2 separate regions of the Sus scrofa genome follow, and region 1 is linked to region 2. A link is a contact called in public Hi-C data. All regions are on one chromosome and are shown on one strand. The core of a region is the stretch at or near the end of the contact, and the rest is flanking DNA. Distances in the headings are between cores, read along the strand shown. Region 1 overlaps LOC110260343 (a long non-coding RNA gene). Region 2 has its middle 15 kb from the start of TRNAE-UUC.

Region 1 (6,446 bases), core at 2,722-5,221, 140 kb before region 2:
CTATAAACGTGCTCTATGTTCTGCCCCATTAATTTGATATTAATGCTTATTAATTGATCTGTATGATTTCTTTAAATATTAAAAGGATTTACCTTTGCATTGTAAACAATTTTTTCAGACATTGCCCAATAGTGTGTGCTTTTATTTTAAGTTACCAGGAAAAAGCTGGGCAGAGAACAAATTAATTTAATTTCTTATTTTTGTACTACAATGGGTATTTATGGAGCAGTCTTTTTGATGTTCCACTTTATCTGCATTCGGTTTCTGGTGCTAAGAGCAGTAGCATTTATTAAGTGGTTATGATGTGCTAGACACTGTTCTTTATAAGTAATAATTTATTTCATAACAATATTACGAGGTAGATATTATTATCTCCATTTTACAGATAAAACTGAGGCCCAATTAAAAACTGCAGGGCTTACCCAGCTAGCAAATGATGGAGCCAGGGGTCAAACTTGAATCTTATAGGACAGTGGTTCTTCATCAGGGAATGATTTTAGCCACCGGGGAGAGAGGGAAGGTCTGGAAACACTTTTGGTTGTCACAACTGGGCAGTTGCTCACTACTGCATAGTAAGCAGAGGCCAGGGAAGCCACTCAGCCTCCTACACTGCAAGGGGCAAAGAATGATCTGGCTCAGGTGTCAGTAGTGCCAGGCTTGAGAAATCCCATGTAGACCAGCCGTCATATCATCTCCTTAGGATTCCTGAGAGCTCTTTAACTTGGTTCTCCATCCTCTGTCTGCCTGTACAACTGAAATGTCTCAGAATGGGGTGGACAACCGAATCCACAGTGGCTGGTCTTAGGGAAGGGAGTGCAGGCATCCAGAGGGGGTCCTTGGCTCGGGGAAGCCTGAAGGGTAGACACCTCCTGGGAAGAGGGGTGCTGATCCCTGAGGCAGAAAGCAGGAAGCCTTCAGGTTCATTATCATGGCCAGGCCCATTGTCATGGCTGGTCCCAAGAGGGGCAGGGGCTGCAGCAGGAGCTTGTGGCCTTGTTACCTCAGGGAGGAGTGCTCCCTCCCCTGCCAGGAACCAGCCCCCAACACAGCCCTTTGCAGGCTGGCTCACCTGCTCCTCCCTCTGCCCTTGGCTCCCCAGCGCTAACCCAGCATCTGACCTGGTCTAGCTCTCTGAGAGCTGGTGCCTCCTGCCCACCGACCTCACCTGGCCACTGACCCCAGCCGTCCCTGGAAGTCCGTGCCCCAGCCATACCGCTGGGCCCTCAAGCGGAAGTCTCAGATGCAGTCTTCCAGAGGATATGGCAGAAGAATGTTCCTAATCCTGGCAGCTGGGACATTGCTTTTGGAAGGCAGTGCTGTGGCGAGAACACTGCACGAGGAGCTGGCAGACCTAGGCTGGTGGCTTCGTGCATTTGGAAGCCCCGCATGCCACTCCATGCGGGTTACATCTGTCTCCTCCACGGGGCCTGGCACTGGGCTTTGCGTGGGGCTGGCTGTCAACAGTTATTTGTTTGGTGGAATAAATGCATCACTGCTCTGCTCTCCGATCTGGACAGATTGAAATCACCTCCGCAGAGGGACCTGGGTGGCGGCAGCTGACTGCTGCACGGCAGAGGATTCAGGGTCCCTGGCGATCTGTGCAGGGTACAGGACTCAAGGGCTGACCAGCCTCCTCCTGTCTTCAGGGCAGGCGCCTGGACCCGGTGCTGAGCCTGCTCTTGCCTGCGGGCTTGTCTTAGCCCGCCTCATTCTACCTCCCCACCGCACACACCTGGGCCTGAAGACCTTGGAGGCAAGAGGCTGTTAGTAAATTAAACGGAAACTCAGTGGGGGCCGACTCTGTGCCAAATACTGGGCCAAGCACAGCAGACACAGGAATGAATAAGAAAGATGTGCCCCTGACTAGTGGGGAGTAGAAATTTTCAACTAGTAAATATTAGTGGAATGTGTATAATGAAGTACAGGTTTTTTTTTTTTTGTTTTTGTTTTTTTTTTTTTTTTTTTTTACTGTTTATTATTGACATATAGAAATGCTAGAAATTCAGCGGATACAATTTCCATCACAGGGCGTTCCCGTTGGTTGTGGCTCAGCGGAAATGAATCTGACTAGCATCCATGAGGTTGCGGGTTCGATCCCTGACGTCACTCAGTGGGTTAAGGATCTGTCATTCCTGTGAGCTGTTGTGTAGGTTGCAGATGCAGCTTGGATCTTTCGTGGCTGTGGCTGTGGTGTAGGCCGGTGGCTATAGCTTCTATTGACCCTAGCCTGGGAACTTCCATATGCCGTGGGTGCGGCCCTAAAAAGATGAGAAAAAAAAATTCATCACAGAAGCCACATTAGTGTCCCTTTCTCTGTACTGTTTCTGCCCAGAGGCAAATGTGGCGGTTACATGTACGACCTGTTTCAGCAGGTTACATTCACCCCAAAAAGTCTGGCCCCGTGGTCTGCTCTGATATAGTTAAAAGAGTACTACGTTCTAAAAAGATCTCTTTTTTGGTTTATTTGGCTGGGCCTGTGGCATGTAGAAGTTCCTGGGCCAGGGATTGAACCTGAGCCACAGCAGTGATGAAGACAAATCCTTAACCTGCTAAGCCACCAGGGAACTCCTATGCATTCTCTCTCTCTCTCTCTTTTTTTTTTTTTTTTGCCTTTTAGGGCCGCACCTGCAGCTTATGAAAGTTCCAGGCTAGGGGTCGAATCAGAGCTACAGCTGCCGGCCTACACCATAGCAACATCAGATCCGAGCCACGTCTGCAAACTACACCACAGCTCACAGCAACACAGGATCCTTAACCCACGGAGCGAGGCCAAGGATTGAACCTGCAACCTCATGGTTCCTAGTCGGATTCATTTCCATTGTGCCATGATAGGACCTCCAGTATACATTCTCTTTTAAAAAAATGTTTATTCCTTTCCATTATGGTTTATCCCAGGAGATTGGATAGAGCTCCCTGTGCTATACAGCAGGGCCTTATTGTTTATCCATTCCAAATGTCATAGTTTGTTTTGCATCTACGAACCTCAAACGCCGGTTGCATCCCTCTCCCTCCCCCATGCCTTGGCAGCCACGAGTCTGTTCTCCTTGTTTGTGTGTCTGTTTCTGTTTTGTAGATGGGTTTGTTGAGCAAAATTTTAGAATATTTATCACCACCAATATCAGCCCCATTAGTAATCCCCCTCCCCCCAAGCCCTGGCAATAGCTAATCTACTTTCTATCTCTGTAGATTTATCCGTTCTGGACATTTTTCATAAATGGAATCATATGTGGTCTTTTGTGTTGGCTTCTTTCACTTAGCATAATATTTTCAAAGTTCATTCCTGCTGTAGCATGTATCCATATTTCATGCTTTTGTATGGCTTAATGATAATCCAATGTATGGATATACTACGTTTCAGTGACTCATCTATCAGTTTATGGACATTTGAGTTGTCTTCGCTGTTTGGCTATCATGAGGAGTGCTGCTATGAACACTGATGTGCAAATTTTTGCATAGACTTAGCATTTTTCTTGGATATATACCTAGACGTGGAATTGCTAGGTCATAGGGTATGATTGGGGTTATTTCTTTTTAGGGCTGCACCCGTGGCATATGGAGCTTCCCAGGCTAGGGGTCAAACTGGAGCTGCAGCTGCTGGCCTACACCACAGCCACAGAAATGCCAGATCCGAGCTGCCTCTGTGACATATACCGCAGCTCTGAGCAAAGCTGGATCCTTAACCCACTGAGAGGGGCCAGGGATCAAACCCCGGTCCTCATCCTCAGGACACTAGTTGGGTTCGTTACCACTGAGCCACAACGAGAACTGCTGAATGGGGTTCTTGATTGCAAACAGCAGAATCTTCCCTGACACTCTTAAGCAAAGAAGAAATTACCAGCAAGAATATCAGAATCCTCCAAGGGAGAGGCTGAAGGGCTGGGCCTGGAAAATGGGACAAGAGCCATCGGTCGGTCGGTCAGTGGCCAGGCAATGAAGCCGTAGGCAGGGCCACCCCATGGAAGTGCTTGGGCTGGCACAACTTGGCAGCCTGCCCGCTGGCTCTCGCCCAAGGTCCCAGTCTAGGAGAGAGTCTGCAGTTGGTCAGGTCTGTGTATCCACTCCCCCTCTCCCCACAGCTCTGGGTCAGGGAAAGGCATGATCTGGTCACTTCAGCCCCCACTGCGGCAGGGCAGCCATCTACAACGGGCAGTTTTCCCCAAAGGGCAAGGAAGGCAACGACGTGAAGTTGGAGAGAATGAACACCCCCCAAACGACAAATGTCTGCTACACCTGGGCCAGATTATGAGGGGCCAGACCCAGCCTCCTGGAGGAGCAGACCTAGCACACCTGGGGCAGGAGGGGCAGATGGAACGCAGTGCGGAGCGGGGAGGAGGTAAGGAGAGCAGGTGGGGAGGCTTAGCTATAGGATGGCCTCTGGTTGGGCCCCAGACTGATCTAGAAGTGGGGAAGGGCTTTCTGCCTCTCTATTGCCCCCTCATCTCTACTTTTCCTCCATTCTTTTTTTTCTTTTTTTTTTTTGTGTCTTGCCTTTTCTAGGGCTGCTCCCGCGGCATATGGAAGTTCCCAGGCTAGGGGTCTAATCAGAGCTGCAGCCACCGGCCTACGCCACAGCCACAGCAATGCCAGATCCGAGCCGCGTCTGCGACCTACACCACAGCTTACAGCAACACCGGATGCTTAACCCACTGAGCAAGGCCAGGGATGGAACCCGCAACCTCATGGTTCCTAGTCGGATTCGTTAACCACTGCGCCACGATGGGAACTCCTTTTCCTCCATTCTTCTGTCCTCCCTTTCTGGCTTCTTTTGGCCAGATTTTGAAGACCCTGAGAGGGATATATATACACACACTGGGCGAATTCACTAGGCTGTAATCTCCATGAGAACAAGGGACTAAATCTGCCTTTTTCCTCATAGTAGCTACACTGCGTAGAACAGTGCCTGACACAGAGTAGATGCTCAATAAACACCTACTGAAATCTTGAAAGATTATGGGCAAAAAGTAGTTGAGAAAAAACAATGCCACATCATACAGACTGAATTATTATTCTCCATTCTTTGCCCTTTCCCTGTTCTAGTTACTCTACATGCATAACCTTTGCCATTTGACTTGGCAATACCTGTTACCAGAACAGGTGAGGGATATTTCCTTGTCCCCTTGATGCTGGGCATGGCCATGTGATTTGATTTGGCCAATGAATTGTTAGTGGACATGAGGCCAGCAAAGCTGGGTTATGCTTGCGCAATTCACTTGGCCTCATGCCTTTCTCCATCTGCCTTGAGAGCCTGGGTAGCCTCTGGGTAGCCGCTGGTCTAAGAAAAATGAGGAGGTTTATGAGCCAGTCTGAACACCACCTGCAGCTGGAGCCAAACCCAGGGGTCTTGGGAGAGCCACAGCAGATCCACAGACCTGAGAGGGAGAAAAATGAATGTATAAATGACTTTGGGAATTCCCTGACAGCCCAGCAGGTTAAGGATCCAAAATGCTCACTGTTGTGGCACAGGATTCAATCCCTGACCTGGGAACATCTCCATGTTGCGGGCATGGCCAAAAGCAAAAACAAAAACAAAAAACACTAAATAAATAAACAAATGACTTTGGAGTCCAAAGACCTAATTTGAATTTGAGCTGATTAATTTTATTATCCTGTACTTAATATCTCCGTGTCTCTTTCCATGTCCATTAAGTGAGGATAGCACCTACCTTGTGTAGCGTCGGCAGAGAACACATTTAGCTGCAGAGCCTCACAGCAGGGCTTGGTAGATTGTCAGCCGCCCAAGAAGCATCCACGCTTCCCCTCTCACACAGTCCCAATTTTCACGACGGTTTCACACACATACCACCCCCCCGCCCCATGCTTCCCGGGACTCTGAGTTCCCCCTGAACTTTGGAGCTGATTGGTGGAGGAGTCTTGATTGATGTAGGGCAATCCCAACCCTCTGGCCCATATTACTGGCTCACGAACCAGGTGTGTGCCAGTAGAAAAGGGCACGGGTCCAGCCCTGGCCATGTGCTCAGGCACAGGCGGGTGGATCAGTCAGGCTCTTAGCTGCAGTAACAGAAGCTGACTCTGGGTGATTCAGCACTTTAAAAGTTTACTGAAAGGACAATGGGTGGCTCAGAAGATCCTAGGGAGAGCTGGAGAGCCAGGCTCCAGGCCAAGCTGGCCCACACCACTCCCCCGTTCAAAGCTGCGAGAGAAAGGCTGACAGCACCAAGCTCTGGAACCGGGCGCTGCAGGCTCTACCCCAGCTGCTTCTGTGCCAGGAACAGAAATTTACTGTGACCACTGATGCCTGTGCTGTAGGAGCGGGACGGAAGAGGGGAGAGGGCGGCGGCTGATGCTCTGCGCTTCTTGCATCACCAACTGGAGTAAAAGTCCCGTGTCTGCATCAGGAGAGCAGACTCTGGCTTCTACCTTGGGGAGGTGGGACTTAGAATTTTCAACGTGTCCTAACAAAGGATGAGTGTTCGAAAGAGCCAGTG
Region 2 (6,475 bases), core at 3,491-5,990:
TTTTCCTCTAAGTGTTTTATAGTGTCTGGTAAAGACCCAACCTTAAGATTGGTCTCTATGGTAATATAGACATCTCACAATTTGGAGAACTGTTCTTCCCAGGTCGCATCTTGAAAAGTATGTTTTTCATCTACTCTCATTTGGTTTCAAATCCAGGAGGTATGTCATCCCCAAGTTCACAAAGAGAAAACAAGAATATGTGTGAAAGCCCTTTGAAAAGTCTAAGGCATTATAGGGATTTAAGGAGTTATGATGACGGTGTTGTAAATGACCTTTTATATCTAATTATTCTGTTAGTCTTTCATCCCTCCCACCATGTGGGTGTGTCAGCTCCAAAACCACACTCTCTCCTGCAAGTTCTTTAGAAAAAAATGCTCAGTAAAGAGGACATATTTGATATAAATCTGTAAAACTGTAGACAGTCATCTTTTAGGGACTAAAAACAATTTTTCTTTTTTTTTTTTTTTTTTAGGGTTGCACTTGGGGCATATGGACCTTTGTAGGCTAGGGGTTGAATTGGAGCTGCAGCTGCTGACCTACACCACGGCCACAGCAACGCCAGATCCAAGCTGAGTCTGTGACCTACACCACAGCTTGCAGCAATGAGGGATCCCTAACCCACTTAGTGGGGTATCCTCATGGATACTAGTCCAGTTCCTAACCCACTGAGCCACAATGAGAACTCCAAAATAATTTTTTTTTTAAACCTACAATTTCTCCACATCTTCCTTCCTTCCATTGCCGTGAGTGTCAGCTCTTCAAACTGTAGCTTATTGGCTACAGGCTGTGAGTCCGTGGGTCCTCAAGGTCAGGGGAGGAAATTATCAACTATTTTCCTTCAGCCCCAGTTGACTTTCTAGAACAGATAGAAGAGAGAACTACTGCCTCACAGGCAGCAGAGCAGCGGGGAGAGTGGACTCCCTCTCTGGTAGTTCACCATTTGTCGGAACATACAAGAGCACTCTTCCTAAGTATAGGTAGAAAACATACGGAATTCCTCCAAGGCTGAAAATACTTTTTTGGGAGGAAAAGAGAAAACGAACGCGTTTAGCTCTGAAGGAGGCTTTGCTGATGACAATAATCACAATAATTAGTCATTGCATCAAAAATGAATTGTGGAGAATTGCTCAGCCGGAACAATTGCTATTCTCCACCCCACTGACCTTTTAAGAAGCTTCATCTCGTAGTTACATTTCGTGTTCATCCCCCACGCCGTAACCTCGGCTGCTTTCAAGGGATCAGTGGTGATGCATGTTTCTGTGCTGAGACAGGTTTATAAATATGCACAGATGTGAGAGCAGGAAAGTCATCAGAGTCACATGCACATGCTACCGCCACCTTTAAATAGCAGCGCGTTTCTATTACATACGCGTTAATGAGTGTGATACATTCCTTATTTATTTTGGTGTGATTTGTTTGTAGCTTTTCTAAGAAGCACTGATGTTGTTTAGGAAAAAAAAGAAAGAAAGAAAGAAACTTCTCCAGGAACTCAGTCTGTTGTTCTGCCTTTACACCTGCAAAGCTGGGAACTTCCAGTTTGTGGCCTAAGTCAGGCTCTGACCCCGGAGGGCCTTGGGGACAGAACTGTCCCTCACCTTTATGTCCTCCCAGGCCTCACACAGCCTCGTCCTTAAGCCAAGCTGAGTGACCCTGAGAGGAAGCACGAGACTAACCCCTCCTCCCGAGGACTTTGTGCCCCTCGGCCTGAGAGTCACTAAAGGAACATGAACAAAATCAAGAATGAAAACGGCCACTTGAATGACGAGTTGAATTTTAATATTTGAAAGAAACGACCCTCATATTAGGTCTATGAAGATGGAGGCCCCCATTGAGGGAACAGAAGTGTTAGGAATTCCCGAAAGCAACTGAATCTTTAGAAGAAAAAACAAAAATCACCTTTGGCAAATCCATGTACCTTACATGTCCTTTTTTTATCCATTATGGGATATTCTTATTTCTGTGTTTGTCATGAAGAAAGATTTTTTTTTTCCTCCTCCTTATGAGATCCTAAGGAATGAATCAACACTTCTTCCCTTGCAGAGCGATTAGGAAACATCTCGATTTTACTCAAGCGGTATGATTTGGACAGTGATGTCCTAATATGCTCACTTCAAAGGAACTTTGAAATCTCAGCATGTGGGATCCAGCCCAGTGTTAATCCACTAGCACCGGCCAGTGGCTTGTTCAGATTTTGTTTGGATGCATCTTTTGTAAGCAGGCAAGCCCTGAAGCTGCCGTTCTGAGCCACACAGTCCCCTGTGCTATTATCTCACCTTTCTCTCTTGGAAGTTGTCATGTTTTATAAAACACCAAGAACCCAGTGGACCTAGTATTTCATCTGTCCTGCCATCACCTTCCTGCCCCCTTAGGGTCACAGCATGGAGATTCAGATCTTTCCTTCAGGCCAAGACCAACTCCAGCCACAAACCTGGCTGGTGGAAGAGATTGTATGAGCACCTTTCTTCCCTTCCTTTAATTTTTTTCTTACTCCTTTTTGAGAGAAGGAATGTCAGCATAGGCAGCACAACGAAACAGCTGCCGCAAATCCCGTGTTCGGTATATAGGCTGCTGGGACAGGATGAATGGTTACTCCAGCTTCAAAGGGAGCGCACCTCTTATCACCTCCCTGAAAAGCTGTGAGTAATGATGTAATTGTGGTTTCGCCATAGCCATGCCCCTTTGAAGGCCTGCGTGCCTGGACTCGGATGTAGGTGTTTGGGTGAAAGGGAGAGAAAAAGATTGTCTTTCCTATCCTGCATGAAAGGGCACTTCTCTAACAGCTCAGCTCTCCAATGCATGTAAAACCGCGTAACTAGAAAATACCATCCATTAAATCGTTCAAGGTCCTTTATTCAAAAGCCTCTGTGACAAATTATTTTCAGAGCTCAGTGTCAGAAAAGCTTTGCCTCTGCTGAGTAATTGGCCTGCTTGCTTCTTCTAGAGAAAAGAAGTCACATAGCTCGTCGTTATTTTCCTCTTTGCCTTGGTTACTAGGAAGCTAAATTTGCATGCAAACCCAAACCTTTTTTCTTCCGTGTTTTTGCTAAAAATAGAATTTTCACCTGTCTTTCCCCTCCCTGCCTTTACCCCTACTCAATCTGATAGACCCCAATGCTATTCAAAAGCCACATTCGCAAAGTGTATAGCAAACTAAGAATAACAGCTATTATTCACATGAGATGTTCTGTAATAGTTGATCTGTAGTTTACACCACAGATTTCTTGCCTTTTTGATCATTCCTTCCCTATCCCTCCCCGCCTCTCACCCCAGACCTCTTTTTTCAACCTAAGACACATCAGAAAGGGGAGCAGTGCCTTCACTGGGTCACAGGATGCAGACGGAAATTCTGAGACAATCTCTTCATGATAAAGGGGTGTTCGCTTTTCTGCCTTTTCTTCGTTTTAATTTACTAGCTAAAACGCACATCTGTCTCATTAAAGCTGGTATTATCTCAGTTGCAGATGATTTTTCTGTATTCCCAGGTGAACTTTGCCTCTAAAAACTGGATATTATGGGTTATCTGTCGGGAGCATCATGTCCAGAAATCCTTGATCATTAAGGATGCTTTAGATTTCAAATATTCTGATTCTTTCCCATTAAAAAATAAAAAAGTCCCAGAAGTTCCTATAATTTGGTGTCCACAATACAGCTCACAAAATATCTCTTATACTTGGTCATGGGTCAAAAATCTCAGGTTAAATTATACATCCTGATTTAGACTTTGGAGAATGACCACTAGAGCTGCAAGTTTTAAAAGAGGCATAGTTAAAAAAAAAAAAAAAAAAAAAAAAGGAGTTCCCATCATGGCTCAGTGGTTAATGAACCAGACTAGTAACCATGAGGTTGCAGGCCAGGAGCTGTGGTGTAGGTCACAGATGCGGCAAGACCCCGAGTTGCTGTGGCTGTGGTGTTGGCCGACAGCTGTAGCTCCAGTTAAATCCCTAGCCTGGGAACCTCCATATGCTGTGGGTGCGGCCCTAAAAAGACAAAAAGACCAATAAATAAATAAATAAATAAATAAATAAAATAAGTAAAATAAGTAAAAGAGGCATAGTTACAGGAGTTTGGAGAAATCGAACTGCTGTGAGAAATGGCGAGACCGTCCAGAGGGCTCCTCTATTAGTGAAGGAGGAGTCTTAGCATCCACAGTTATCCACCCCTAGAGCCACTTCCACGTCCTCAGATTTCATATCAGAGGATTCAGTGAACTGAGTATAGAAATTTTGATCCTCAGTTGTCTGCAGTTGGCTGAATCCATGGATGTGAAACCTGCAGAGAGGGTCAACTGTATATTTAAGAAAAAAAATCCAGGTACAAGAGCACCCACGAAGGTCAGACGTGTGCTGTTCAAGGGTCAATTGTATTTTCTTACCGATTCTATTTTCTTACCGATTCCATTACTGATGACATTCTTCCCCAGACAGTGAATCATTCCAAGACAATCTGGGGTCCAATGGAGGACAAGGTATTTTGCAAATATGCTAATCCTTTCTGTGCTATCCCTTCGTGATTGGTCCATTCACAGTTACAATGTTAAAAAAGTTTGCTCTAGCAACATCTCTCTCTATATTACTATTTCCACTGTATAGATTGAAAAAACAGAAGCTCGGTGGGTCCAGGGGCCAGTCCCAGGTTGACTGGTAAAGTTTTCCTTCACCAGGGCTCTGCCCCTCCCAGGTAAAAAAGAATAAAGTGGCACTTGTGTTATCACTCATCACGCAGCCTGTAAGGGTTAGCTTGATTCACCTGCCTTAAGCAATACACAAGCATGAGTGTGTACATGTAAATGAACAGTCACACACTAAAGAGCTGTTAGCTGGATACTTGCTCTGGAGAGAATTTGTAAAGCTCGATCCAGAAGGGAAGGTCTTATGCAACAGTCCTATTAATAATCTACAAAACTAACTAAATTGATTAGGTCACTGTAACATTTCACTAAAAATAACAGAGGAAACTAATAATTTTGCAGTGATTGCTACTGCCCACGTGAAGCAATTACTGAGGCAAACAATAAACATTATTTTAGGCTTTCATATAATCATTAATAGATCTAGGAAAAGAACACAAAAAAGCAGGTATGGGGCATTTTTTGTTGGAATTGTCTGAATAATTATTTCTAAATATTTCTAAATATATCAATATGTATATATCGCTATGTGCTAGATGAAGAATTGAACATATTTAAAGAATTTCAAGTAAAAGTTTTATTCTTTGTAATTGGTCTTAAATGATAGCATTTTTCAAAGTGGAAGTCCATCCGATGTTTTTGTTAGTGGAGGCAAAGGGGACAGAACCTACTTTCTGGAAGCCAGCAGTGGGGGCATTGGCTGACCGTAAGTATCAATACATATCAATGAGACATTCAGCCCCTTCCTTGCCCCCTGTTCTCATCATTTTCAGGCTCTTGAACCTACTGTTAAGTAAGGAATCTTCTCCTCTCTCCAAAAGATTCCTTTAAAGAATTTCTGCTCTTGCTTAGCCTTGTTGTTCTTCCAATGTTCTATTATGTAAATAAGGATTGTTTGCCTTTCAAATTCTTGCTCCAGCTGCCTTTTTTTTTTTTTTTTTTTTTTTGATAATAGGATTGGTTTCTATCTTGGGCAAACATTCTTCTCATTCATTAAAAGAAATGTAATGACTGTTCAGGCATGGAATTCCTCAGTTCTTCAAATGGGTGACCTTTTTGCATCTTCAGGAACCTGAGAGCTGGATCAGCCTCTCTTGGCTGGTGAGTTACTCTCAGCTTAGATGTATTTTCAGGAGCAAGATCTTTGTCATCATCATTCTTTGGACATTTTGTCCTTAATCTCACGTATCATTTCTCTAAAATATCGAGATGACTTTATTCAGCAATTACTGAGGTACGGTTCCCAAACTCAGGTTTGTGTGCCCAAGGCACAGTGAGGCCACACAATGGAAATGTAGTTTGGAGCAGAGAAAGGCTTATTTCAGGGCCAAGCAAGGAGAACAGGTGGCGAATGCTCCAAACCCCTGAACTCCAGGAAGGGTTTCAGCAAAGCATTTTTTTTTGTTTGTTTGGTTGGTTGGTTGGTTTTTTGTCTTTTTGCCATTTCTAGGGCCGCACTCGATGCATATGGAGGTTCCCAGGCTAGGGGTCCAGTTGGAGCTGTAGCCACCGGCCTACGCCAGAGCCACAGCAACACGGGATCCAAGCCGTGTCTGCAACCTACACTACAGCTCACAGCAAAGCCAGATCCTTAACCCACCGAGCAAGGCCAGGATCGAACCTACAACCTCATGGTTCCTAGTCAGATTCATTAACCACTGAGCCACGAAGGGAACTCCTTTTTTTGTTTGTTTGTTTGTTTGTTCGGCAAAGCATTTTTAAAGGCCAAGTGAGGTAGCAGGGCTCTGGGGTAGATGCTCAGCTCATGTACAATTCTGATTGGTTGATGGCACGGTTACAGGGCGGGATCACAGGGGTAAACATTATTAATCCTTAGGCTCCAATAGG

What was found. A called contact is a pair of places that touch in the nucleus more often than the background predicts.
Region 1: a Hi-C map of liver shows a contact between it and region 2, with 9 times the contacts expected there. The contact joins two enhancer-like sites. A contact is called at or near these places in 1 of 5 promoter capture datasets (liver) and 7 of 47 Hi-C or Micro-C datasets (embryonic fibroblasts, heart right ventricle, liver and 1 more).

Annotation. Positions count from the first base shown.
Region 1 is chr4:107,330,201-107,336,646 of Sscrofa11.1, reverse strand. All of the region lies in intron 1 of LOC110260343 (a long non-coding RNA gene), which reads left to right. Among named protein-coding and RNA genes, the nearest start is that of TRNAE-UUC, 160 kb to the right of the region's middle. Within about 2 kb of position 3,971, at least 6 of the 83 cell types and tissues checked have an H3K27ac peak or open chromatin away from gene starts, as enhancers often do. A contact at or near this core is called in liver, where this site is marked.
Region 2 is chr4:107,188,851-107,195,325 of Sscrofa11.1, reverse strand. No RefSeq gene overlaps it. Among named protein-coding and RNA genes, the nearest start is that of TRNAE-UUC, 15 kb to the right of the region's middle. Within about 2 kb of position 4,740, at least 5 of the 83 cell types and tissues checked have an H3K27ac peak or open chromatin away from gene starts, as enhancers often do. A contact at or near this core is called in liver, where this site is marked.